2 separate regions of the Mus musculus genome follow, and region 1 is linked to region 2. A link is a contact called in public ChIA-PET data. All regions are on one chromosome and are shown on one strand. Each heading gives the region's core, a stretch centred on a gene start, on an enhancer-like site or on the middle of the called end of the contact. The rest is flanking DNA. Distances are from core to core; before and after follow the strand shown.

The links. ChIA-PET counts read pairs in DNA pulled down with a chosen protein or histone mark.
Region 1: a contact with region 2 is called in an RNA polymerase II ChIA-PET map of memory CD8 T cells, with 30 read pairs. The contact joins the promoter of Asb3 here to the enhancer-like site in region 2. A contact is called at or near these places in 5 of 39 promoter capture datasets (the C10 cell line, embryonic stem cells, liver and 2 more), 3 of 484 Hi-C or Micro-C datasets (CD4 T cells, LSK cells and regulatory T cells) and 6 of 115 datasets of contacts at active chromatin or transcription factors (double positive thymocytes, embryonic stem cells, epiblast stem cells and 2 more).

Annotation. Positions count from the first base shown.
Region 1 is chr11:30,951,746-30,956,656 of GRCm38.p6, reverse strand. It overlaps Asb3 (ankyrin repeat and SOCS box-containing 3), which reads right to left and starts at 2,259. Exons shown (of 10, transcript NM_023906.3): 1 at 2,088-2,259. It overlaps Erlec1 (endoplasmic reticulum lectin 1), which reads left to right and starts at 2,526. Exons shown (of 14, transcript NM_025745.3): 1 at 2,526-2,743; 2 at 3,981-4,085. The coding sequence starts at 2,582.
Region 2 is chr11:30,183,785-30,189,047 of GRCm38.p6, reverse strand. All of the region lies in intron 1 of Sptbn1 (spectrin beta, non-erythrocytic 1), which reads left to right. Among named protein-coding and RNA genes, the nearest start is that of Sptbn1, 33 kb to the left of the region's middle. Within about 2 kb of position 1,712, at least 66 of the 459 cell types and tissues checked have an H3K27ac peak or open chromatin away from gene starts, as enhancers often do. A contact at or near this core is called in double positive thymocytes, embryonic stem cells, epiblast stem cells and 2 more, where this site is marked.

The DNA of each region.
Region 1 (4,911 bases), core at 1,010-3,509, 770 kb before region 2:
ACTCCAGGTTTCTCTGTGATTCTGAGATTCTGGGTGTGTCAGAGTTCTTGGCAGTCAAGCTTCCTCTGAGACCCTGAGATCTTCACGTGACCAAGATCTTCACGTGACCAAGCTCTTTGGGATCCCAGGATCCTAAGATTCTGGACGTGTTAGAGCCCCTGGAAGTGGTACCTCCTGTGGGGGGCATGGAGCTGTCCACTGAGATCGAAACCAAGGTAGACCAGTGCCGACTAGAAGGAACCTGAGCCACTGGTCGGGCAAGGTTCCTATGTCCCTGCTCCTGCTGGGCCCAGGCACTCCTGGTGGTGTTGGAACAGATGTTGTGTTCTACTGACCAGTGATCCTAAGATCCTGGGCGTGCTAGGGCACCTGGAGAATGGAGAGTCCTCAGGGGACCGTGGGACTGTCTGCCGAGTTTGTGCCCAAGGTGGCCGCAGCAGAAGTATTTATAGTCATATTATGATTAGCAGAAACTAAATAATAAATGTTAGGTATTATTCTATCTAGTTAGAAATTTTTATGAGACTATGATGATGATGTGTTTTGTGTTGTGCATATCTATGCATGTGTCAGATCTCAAAATGCAGTTACAGATGGTTGGAGCCTGCCTCCTTGTGAGTGCTGGGACCACCAGTCCTCTAGAAGAGCAGCCAGTACTCTTAGTAACTGGACCATTTCTCTAGCCCCTAGTTCATAATTATTCATTTGTAGTATCTCAATGATAGAAAATGAGATACAAATGACAGGAGCCCATTTACTCTCTAGCTTACCAATCCCAATGCCTGACACACATTAAACATTATGATGAGCTAATGCAATGAACAAAACATCAGTTCTAGAACAATATTGTTTTAATAGTGTGAGTCTTTACCTTAAAGAAAACTTACAAAGCTGAAAAACGGACTGCTCTTCCTGCTTTTTGATTTGGTTCAAATTTGAGTGTGGGGATATGACAGCCAGCCTTAATCTAGTGGCACTATGTTTTTACCCACTGAAAAATGAACTGCTCTATCTCAGTCATTAGAGTAGAAGTCCTCTGTGATGACTGACGAAACTTAACGTGGAGCCAGGCTTCCCTTAACTGGCCAATGAGTCTTTTGCTCTGGAATGCCTGGGAGATCCTAATGGATAGATAAGAATCAGACAATGGGGCTATAAAGCATTAAAGGCTGCTTGCCTTTTGTAAAACTTACTATCGCTTTGGGGAAGGGATAAAATGGTTTTTTTTTTTTTATTACTGTATAATGAGAAAGTAAGAAACAACTGAGAGAAGTGAGACAATTTTCCTGATCAGATGTAGACTCCATGGATATCAGTAATCCATGTAATTCAGATGTCCTCCTTAAAGCCCCACCTTAATTCACCTTTTGCATGGTGGGCTGTATTTGCTCTATGGCTCCCTTCCTTCTGCCAACAGTAAGAATAAGTTCATTTAGTCTAAATTTGAATTGAGTCTAAGTCTCTTCTCCCAGTGGATTTTAACACCACAACATGGGCAGTCCTTACCAAATGTTCTATGGCAAACACTGTAAAATTATTACACAGGAGATGAAAAAAAATGTGGACATTATTTTCTTTTTTCAAGAAGGGGACAAAAACCAAAACTTTCTGTCTATATTCAGTCTGCTGTAACTTGATTCATAACTTCACATTCACCTGGCTCTGGCCTTGACATAAACTTTCTGGACTTAAGTAAAATAACAACAGTCCAACACTTGAGTCAAGGGAGGGAAAACTTCTCCTGAAGTAAAAATGCAGGACTGTACGCGCCTAGCCACCCAACAAATCTATGCCAAAGTCGAAGGACGTGGCAGGTGTCACTGGGGGTGTCCCCAAACACACAGCATCTGAGACAGACGTGACAACAGTCGCCATCAAAAGAAACTAAGAGAAGCTTCTGGAGAGAAGATGGAGAGTGCAAATAGCAAAAGACTGGAGGGTAGGCAGCTCAGTCGGAACTGTAAGTTCTACTTCGACTCTGCACAGCTCGGTTCTCTACTTGCTTTCTGAGAGCGGGCCGCCGCCCACTCACCCCCAAATCCCGAGAGTCCCTAGCGGCTGGACTGAGCGCGCGGGCCAGGACTCACCTGGCCGGGCCGCTTCGTCCAAGCGCCGTCTCCAGACCCGTTCAACCGGCGTCAGTCCCGGGCCTCTGCGTTTGAGTCCAACCGCTAGGATGCTACAGCAGCAACGCAATGCAACGCGACCCAAGCGCGGGCTTCCGTAGGCCACCGACTCAACAACCCCGGATGTTGATGTGCTGCCTGCCCCGGAAGCGGTGGCCCCAAGCCCTTGTAAGGCGGAGGCGGCTTTGCCCAGCCGTCTGCAAGGAGACGTGGCGGCGGCGGTTGGGTCCCCTGCACTAAGGACGCTTTGTAGTACCTCCTCTTCTTCCTCCTCCTCCTCCTCCTCCTCCTCCTCCTCCTCCTCCTCCTCCTCCTCCTCCTCCTCCTCCTCCTCCTCCTCCTCCTCCTCCCCCTCCTCCTCCCCCTCCTCCTCCCCCCCTTCCTCCCCCTCCTCCTCCCCTCCTCCTGTTCTCCTCTGGTAGAGGAGGTTGTGACGGTGGCTGGAGGACGCGGCAATGGAGGAAGGAGACGGCGGCTTGCGGAGCCTGGTCCCCGGAGGGCCACTGTTGCTGGTTCTGTACGGTCTCCTGGAGGCGTCCGGCGGCGGCCGAGCGCTGCCCCAGCTCAGCGACGACATCCCCTTCCGAGTCAACTGGCCTGGTACCGAGTTCTCTCTGGTCAGTGCCCTCACGAGCCGCAGCCTTCTCCCCTCTTTCTGGCACGAAGCATTCGGGCCAGCCCTCGATTCCTTAGCTTTTTCTTCCAGAACCTTTTTTTCCCAAGCATTTATCGACCCCAAGCCTAAGTGTGTTCGTTCATTCATTAATTCGTTTAGCACACTAAGTGGATATGCCCTCCATACTAACTAGGAGATCAGCGGTCACTTCATCTCCCTCCTTTAAATCTCATTACGTTAGATCTGGCTTCTCTACAGCCCCACTCTGTGGAGGAAGTTTTAGAATTAACTAGCACATCACCCTACCCGCACAACCGTCCAACAGACAGGAGTCCCATCTCTATTCATTCTTTCTCTCCAACACACACTTAAAAACGACGTATACAGCTTCTGAGAATCTTTTCCCTTAAGGCATTTGAGAGGGCTATTTGGTTTGGAAGATATTAGTGAGCTTATATGCGGAATACTACTGGCCATGCAGAATAGACTAGAGGCTTGAATGTATTACCACTATTATTTAGGACTCTAGAACATGAGATTAAAAAGGATTTTATGATCGTTAATTAATGTGTATTGTGTAAAAAGGCAAGAATGAAAGAGCCAGTGGCTGTGAGGCTCCCAATGTGAGAACTGGGAACTGTACTCACCCCTCCGAGAAGAGTAATAATGTGTTTTTAATTTCTGTGGCATCTCTCCAGTCCTAGAATACGAGATTTTGGTGTATAATCTAACAAGAATGGAAATTCAGTTTTGAATGATTGTAGTGCTGAAATGTCTATCCATGTGTAACTACTACAGACAAATTTACCACACACCTAGATCTGGATTCCATTGCCAGCACCGCCAAAAAAGTAAACAAGTGCAAACTAGAACTTAAACAGATCCGCCTGCCACGGCCTCCTGAGGGCGGGGCTTAAAGGTGTGTGCCACAATGTATAGCCTCAATGTATGTATTAATTAGCATTTAAACTTCAATCTATTGCCTTACTAGTTTTCTTTTACAGCCCAAACTTTATCTTTTCTGTTAGATAGGACAACAGTATACAGTTTTTAATTTCCTCCTTATCATTTAAAGATGTTTACACTATTTTGCCTACATCTGAAAATGTGCTTTAACAATCTTCAGTAGAACTGGTCAATTTACTTGAGGAACCTTTGTTCTAAAGAGCACTGAATGTATTCAGGGTAAAGCACCTTAACTGACAAAAAATAATGTATGCTTTTGATTCTGTTTCTAGCCTACAACTGGAGTTTTGTATAAAGAAGATAATTACATCATCATGACAACTGCTCATAAAGAAAAATACAAATGTATACTTCCACTTGTGACAAGTGGGGATGAGGTATGTTTTTTATACATATATTGCTGATCTCTCTAACTAAAGATGCATTTTACAGCCTTATGATCATATATTAAAATAAGTAACAAGCGTCTCAACAGCCTTGTAGCAAAAAATATTAAATTGGGAATTTATTTTAGAAAAATTAGCAACCAGGCAAGTGTGATGTTCACACCTCTAATCTCAACACTAAGAGGTTCAGGCAGAAGAATTACCATGAATTTAAGGCCAGGCTGGACAGACACATTGTGAGACCTTGTCTAAAATTACAAATGGGAGAGAGGAATTAGTTACTAATGTTTTGAATAAAAAGCTAACTCTTTGCTTGTTTTCCTTTATAGAAATGGTGTTTGTGGAACACAATACAGCTTTTAATGTAAACATAGTGCTTTCATAAAGAATTTTTTATAATAAATAATTCTCCAGGTTCCTTATACTTTCTCACTACCTCAGCGCATGCCCTTTTCTTCCTCCTAAAACAACCTAACTCCTCTTAGCCATCCTTCAGGGCGATGACTTCTTTCCCGATGAGGCAGGAGAAGCAACATAGTAAGGTGTAAAAGACAACAGCCTAGAGCCAGGAGGCTGAGGTATAGGCTACGGTTAGCTGTGCATCCCTGGACCAATTAGAAACTCAGTTCCTCTACCCAATGCATTGATTAAGCCAATTTACATTTTCATGGTCTGCAAAGTAGAAATATTAGACTCAGGGCTTTTCTTAAGTTTTTTCCATATTTGAAGTCTGTCCAAGGCAGCTATCCCATGCTGTTTTAAACCCCCTTAAAACAAAATCCACCCACATGTGTGGCTCAAGCCTGAAGTATAAAAA
Region 2 (5,263 bases), core at 463-2,962:
GGCATGCATCTGATGTTTGTGTGTGTGTGTGTGTGTGTGTGTGTGTGTGTGTGTGTGTGTGTATGTGTTGTGTGTATGTGTACATATATATGTATGTGTGTAAAACATTCATATACATAAAAGATAAATCTTTTAAAAAATTCTAAATTCTTCCAATGTTCAATGAAAAGAATTTATGCCTTTTAAATACTATTAAACTACTTTTAAAAATGATTTATTTATTGTATATAAGTACCACTGTAGCTGTCTTCAGACACACCAGAAAAGGGCACCAGATCTCATTACGAATGATTGTGAGCCACTATGTGGATGCTGAGAATCAAACTCAGGACCTGGAAGAGCAGTCAGTGCTCTTAACTGCTGAGCCATCTCTATCTTTATGTGTTTGAATGTTTTGCCAGCATACATCTGTGTGCACCCATGTGTGTGCCTGTTGGATCCTCTGGAACTGGGGTTACAGATGTGAGCCACCATGTGGGTACTGGGAACTGGACCTGGGTCCTCTGCAAGACCAGCAAGTGCTCTAACCACTGAGCTGTCTCTTCAGATCTAAACTATTTTTTGATTAAATTAGAAGAATCTCTTGCATTGAATGGTGATCCTTGTTTACATTCTATTTTTATTGAATGCTGTTCCTACATTCAGTTAAACTGTTTTCGTGCACACCAGACTAGTGGTACCTTCAGGTTTTGTTGTTAAGTGCATTTGAAATATGCTAAGTATATATTTTATTTGATAGGTACTTATTTTTTCTGGGTTTGTAATTGAAGTTCTAAAGTGGATGCTAATAAGGTAGGAGAGAGAGCATTTTTTTTTACTTTTTTATTTTAATTTTTTTATTTTTTTGACCAGAGATTTTGTCTTCTAGGAGAAAGAAGGCTGGAGGAGATAAGTGATCCTTAGTTTTGACTGAGGGCTCTGCAGACTCTCCCTAATGGGAGGGAAGCCACAGCCCTTAAGTCACTGAGTGACTCTGGTGAAAGGTTTTCTTGCCTTTTTTTTTTTTTAATGTGTGTGTGTTTGCATGTATGTGTATATAATAGCATGTACTTGTAGGTCATAGGACAACTTGTAGGAATAGGCTCTTTACCTCTACTGTATAAGGGATACTGAGCTCCAGTGCCTAGGCTTTTGGCAGGTGCCTTTACCTGCAGAGCGATCTGGCCAGCCCTGTTGATGGCTTTTCAAAAGCAGGATTGAGGGTGAATAAAAGACAGAATTAAATTTCTAGCTGCTCCTTTGTGTTACCCTAGCATGTTTAATATGTAACACTATCAGTATTACTATATTCTCAAAAGAAATGAAAATGAAAGCAGTTACATGAAATTTGACAGTGCAGCAAACTTAAGTTTCCAGTACTATTCATACCACATACACATTATAATCAAATAAATTCAGTGTGTCTTTTTATGTTTTACTTCACATTATATCTTAAGCTTTTCCCACGGTTATTTCTGTGAATCCTGGCATACGTTTCCAGCTTGTCTTTGTAAACATGAGAACTGCGCTTACCGGTCTCCAAGTGTTTCCTTAAGTAGGCTAGAGATAATACACATACTGTATTCATGTAAGAATCAAATGAGCTTCAGTGTAGAAACCCATGGTTATATGGTCCTTGAGGTTTGAGGTAAGTGCTCACTAACCCACAGCAGTTGGGATGATTTCAGCTGTTAGTTAAGTAGACAATGCCTCAACTTCTAGCCCTACCCAGCTCCTCCCCCAACTGTCACCCCCACAGCACCCCCCACTTCTGGGTGTGGTTTCCTTCAGTGTGTTGGGAGAGTCTTCAGCTTGCCTGGAAATACGCTCAATTGAAACTTGCACTTTTTTGTTTAGAAAGAACAGAAAGCTAATGAGCCTCATGGGCCAGGTGAGGTTTGATGTGTATTACGGTTACCATGGTGATTACTCCCAAATTCATGCAAAGCACCTAGAGCAGCTATTGCTAGAGCTAGAGAGCATCAACCCCTTTTGTTAGAGATGTCCAGAGGAATGCTGCCTGCCTTCCACAGACCTGTTAGCCTGTGTCCCCTAACCAGTTGGCCGGAGGTACAAGATTTTTATGCAGCAATACAGTAATCACAGTATCGTGGAGACAGGGACTGGTCTTTATCTGGCCTGTATTCACAAAGTCCCTGTGAAGTGTCTGGCTTTATTGTCCCTTTCTAATGTGAAATGATGCAAGTGGAGAGTTAATTTGAAGAGCACTAAGGCACACTATTCATGAAGAATGTGAGGAAACCTTAAATAGTCTCAAGGCTCTGTTCTTGTCTGATGGAATGTGCACAGACTCTGCCTCTATTTGAGGTCATTTATGGTGGAGTTTTGTAGCCAGATACCATTCGAACAAAAACCAGTTTCAAGGGTGTTATGTGTATTTAACCTGAAGTCCTGTACAAACTGTAGACATTATTTTGGAAGCATTGATATGATATACCTAAGATCATAGAAGATCAAACAATCTCTTAAGAGATATGTGGCATTGTTATTTTTAAAATTAATTTTCTTTTTTAAGGAAAAGACACATTAAGGCAGTGGTTCTCAACTTTCCTAATGCTGTGGCCATTTAATATAGTGACTCCTCCAACCATAAAGTTATTTTGTTGCTACATCATAACTAATTTTGCTATTATAATGAACCATAATGTAAATATCTGATATGCAAGATATCTGATAGGACCTCCACCCCACCCCTTGTAAGAGGTTACATCCCACAAGTTGAGAACCACTGCTTTAAGGAGTTACATCATTTTTATTTGCATCTATTTTAATTCTTAGTTTATTGAACTGATGAGTTCCACTGAGTCACTGTAAGTCATCAGCTTCTGTGTGTGATACTTGAGATGTGAATTTACTATGTTTCTAGTGCTTGAACACAGTACTTTCATTTGTATTGAGGGAGACATTTATCATGATAGTAGAGAAGATTATTATGTGTATTATCTGCACAGAATTGCTGTGCAAGTGAATTCCCACTTGTGTGCTCTGTGCTAGTAGCCAGGGGAGCCTTGGAAGGAGTGTTAAACCTGGTCTTAGTGGTGGGCACAACTGCCCAGGACTTTGTCTCTTCAGAAGCAGAAGGAGGCTAGAACGCACATGCATTATGGATTCACCAAAGCTTACATTCAATCCTGGCTCCGTTGGTAACTTCTTTTATCCTGATTTCCTCATCTGGAAAGAATAGCCCTTGGGATGCTTATGGGGATTAACTTGAATATATTGTAACCTCACCTTGGTCTACCAGAGCACTGAACATTCCATATACAGGGACTCTGCCTTAGTTATGGGGATATTGGATATTGTTTAGGTAAAGATTTGTGAACTCCCTGGAGAAACAGTGGGAGTGGGGGCGGCTTTTCCTGTTAAAAGGCACTAGAAACCTATTTATTTTCTTATCCTTGGCACCTGTTTCATGAATAATGGGGCTGTCTTAGAGTTTCTGTTGCTGTGATACAACACCATGACTGAAAGCATCTTGATGGAGGGACAGTGTTTATTTCAGCTTCTGGTACATCCAGGAACTAAGGCCAGGAACTCAGAAGCAGGAACTGAAATAGAAGCCATGGAGGGAGTGCAGCTTAAGTGGCTTGCCTCCCCATGGCTTGCCCATTCTCCTTTCTTACAGTACCCAGGACCATCAGTCAGAAAAAGCATCATGGGCTTGCCCACAAGGCCAGTCTGATGCAGACATTTTCTCAGTTGAGGTTCTCTCTTCCTGAATTTCTCTAACTTGCATCAAGTCGACATAAAGCTAGCCAGCACAGCGGGATGGTGGAGTAAGGAAAACAGTAACACACAGAGTTCTTTTCGTCCTGGTTGTCTTCCTTCTTCCCCTGAGAAGACAGGTGGTACCAACAAACTCAGAACTGTTGAAAGAAAGAATGAATCTGCAGTCAAAGTACAGCTTTAGGAAGGTCTGGGCTAAACTTATTTGCTTTTTTAATTTGATATGATCCCAGTGATCCCTGCCTGCCCTTAACTCTCTGTTTTAGGTACTGCTTGTGAACTGCAAGGTGCTGTGGAATTTTAACTTTAAGAGGAGAGAAGAAACTAAACATAACTATAAAAGTTTGGATAGGTAGAAGTGGTTTGCTGGAGTTAGGTATTAGATGTCTCCCACTGACTCTTTTCTTTTGAGTGGAATGCTTGAAAAGTTTATAATCTGGCTTCATGGCAACAAGTGTTCAATAGTGTAGCCTGTGAAACTGGATCCACTTCCCTGGGTATGGCTGCCATTCACATTTGTGTGTTGTGTTACTGTAAAGCAAACCCAGCGTTTTACACTGCACATGGTGCCTTTGCCCCAGGGCCTGCAGCATGAGTAATACAAACAAAGGCAAGGCCTCAGAAATGTAAATAACACATTAATGTGCACACTTACCTGGCTTCTAATAATTTTGACCCCGAACTACTTTCAAGTCCTTGGTGTTTCTCAGTCCCTACTCCATTTTCTAAGTATTCTTATTTTTCCTATGTAAATACATGATTTCAAAGTTAAATTGTTTTTCACTTGAAGTACAGGAAACTGCTTTTTAAAGTCATTTATCAATGGACCAGACTGTGGTCTACTTGACTGGGGCTTTTTAGTTACAACTGTGCATAATTGTAGTCTTTATTGAGGTTGGGGAGAAGGGATAGTATTGAGGGAGGGAGTCTAGAGTGGTGGGAGCAGTTTGGTGGGGGTAGTGTGTGGTGATGGTCTTCTGTGCTTACCTCTCAGGTGGAATAGAGTATACGGGAACGGATGTGAATCCGTGGTCAGCCCTTAACACACACGCGTGCGCGCGCGCACACACACACACACACACACACACACACACACACACACACACACACACACCAACCCCCTGGGGACCCTTTCACCTTCTGCTGTTACCAGACTTTTCTTACCTCCTTTTCCTGTGAACTCCTGAATTAAGTCATTGATCCAGCCCTGTTGTGTGCTCAGGGTTTAAGGAAAAGGGAAGTGAGACACAGATCTCTTGGTAATTCAGAAGTTGATGTATGATCTTACGTTGTCTTCCCTTCTAGTAGGAATTTACAGTGTAACTTGACTAGATTTCTTGCATTAAAAAGAAAACAAAACTACTCTTGCATGAGGAGCCCTGGTAATTAGAATAATGACCAGGCATGATTCATTCTCTGATTAATATTCTGCTTATGGAAGCGTTTCTATCTCCAGCTCCACTAAGCAGCTGGACTCACAGGGATACAGTTTCTCTCTCCACCTTCAGGAAGCTCACCGACCAATCAAGAGACAAGA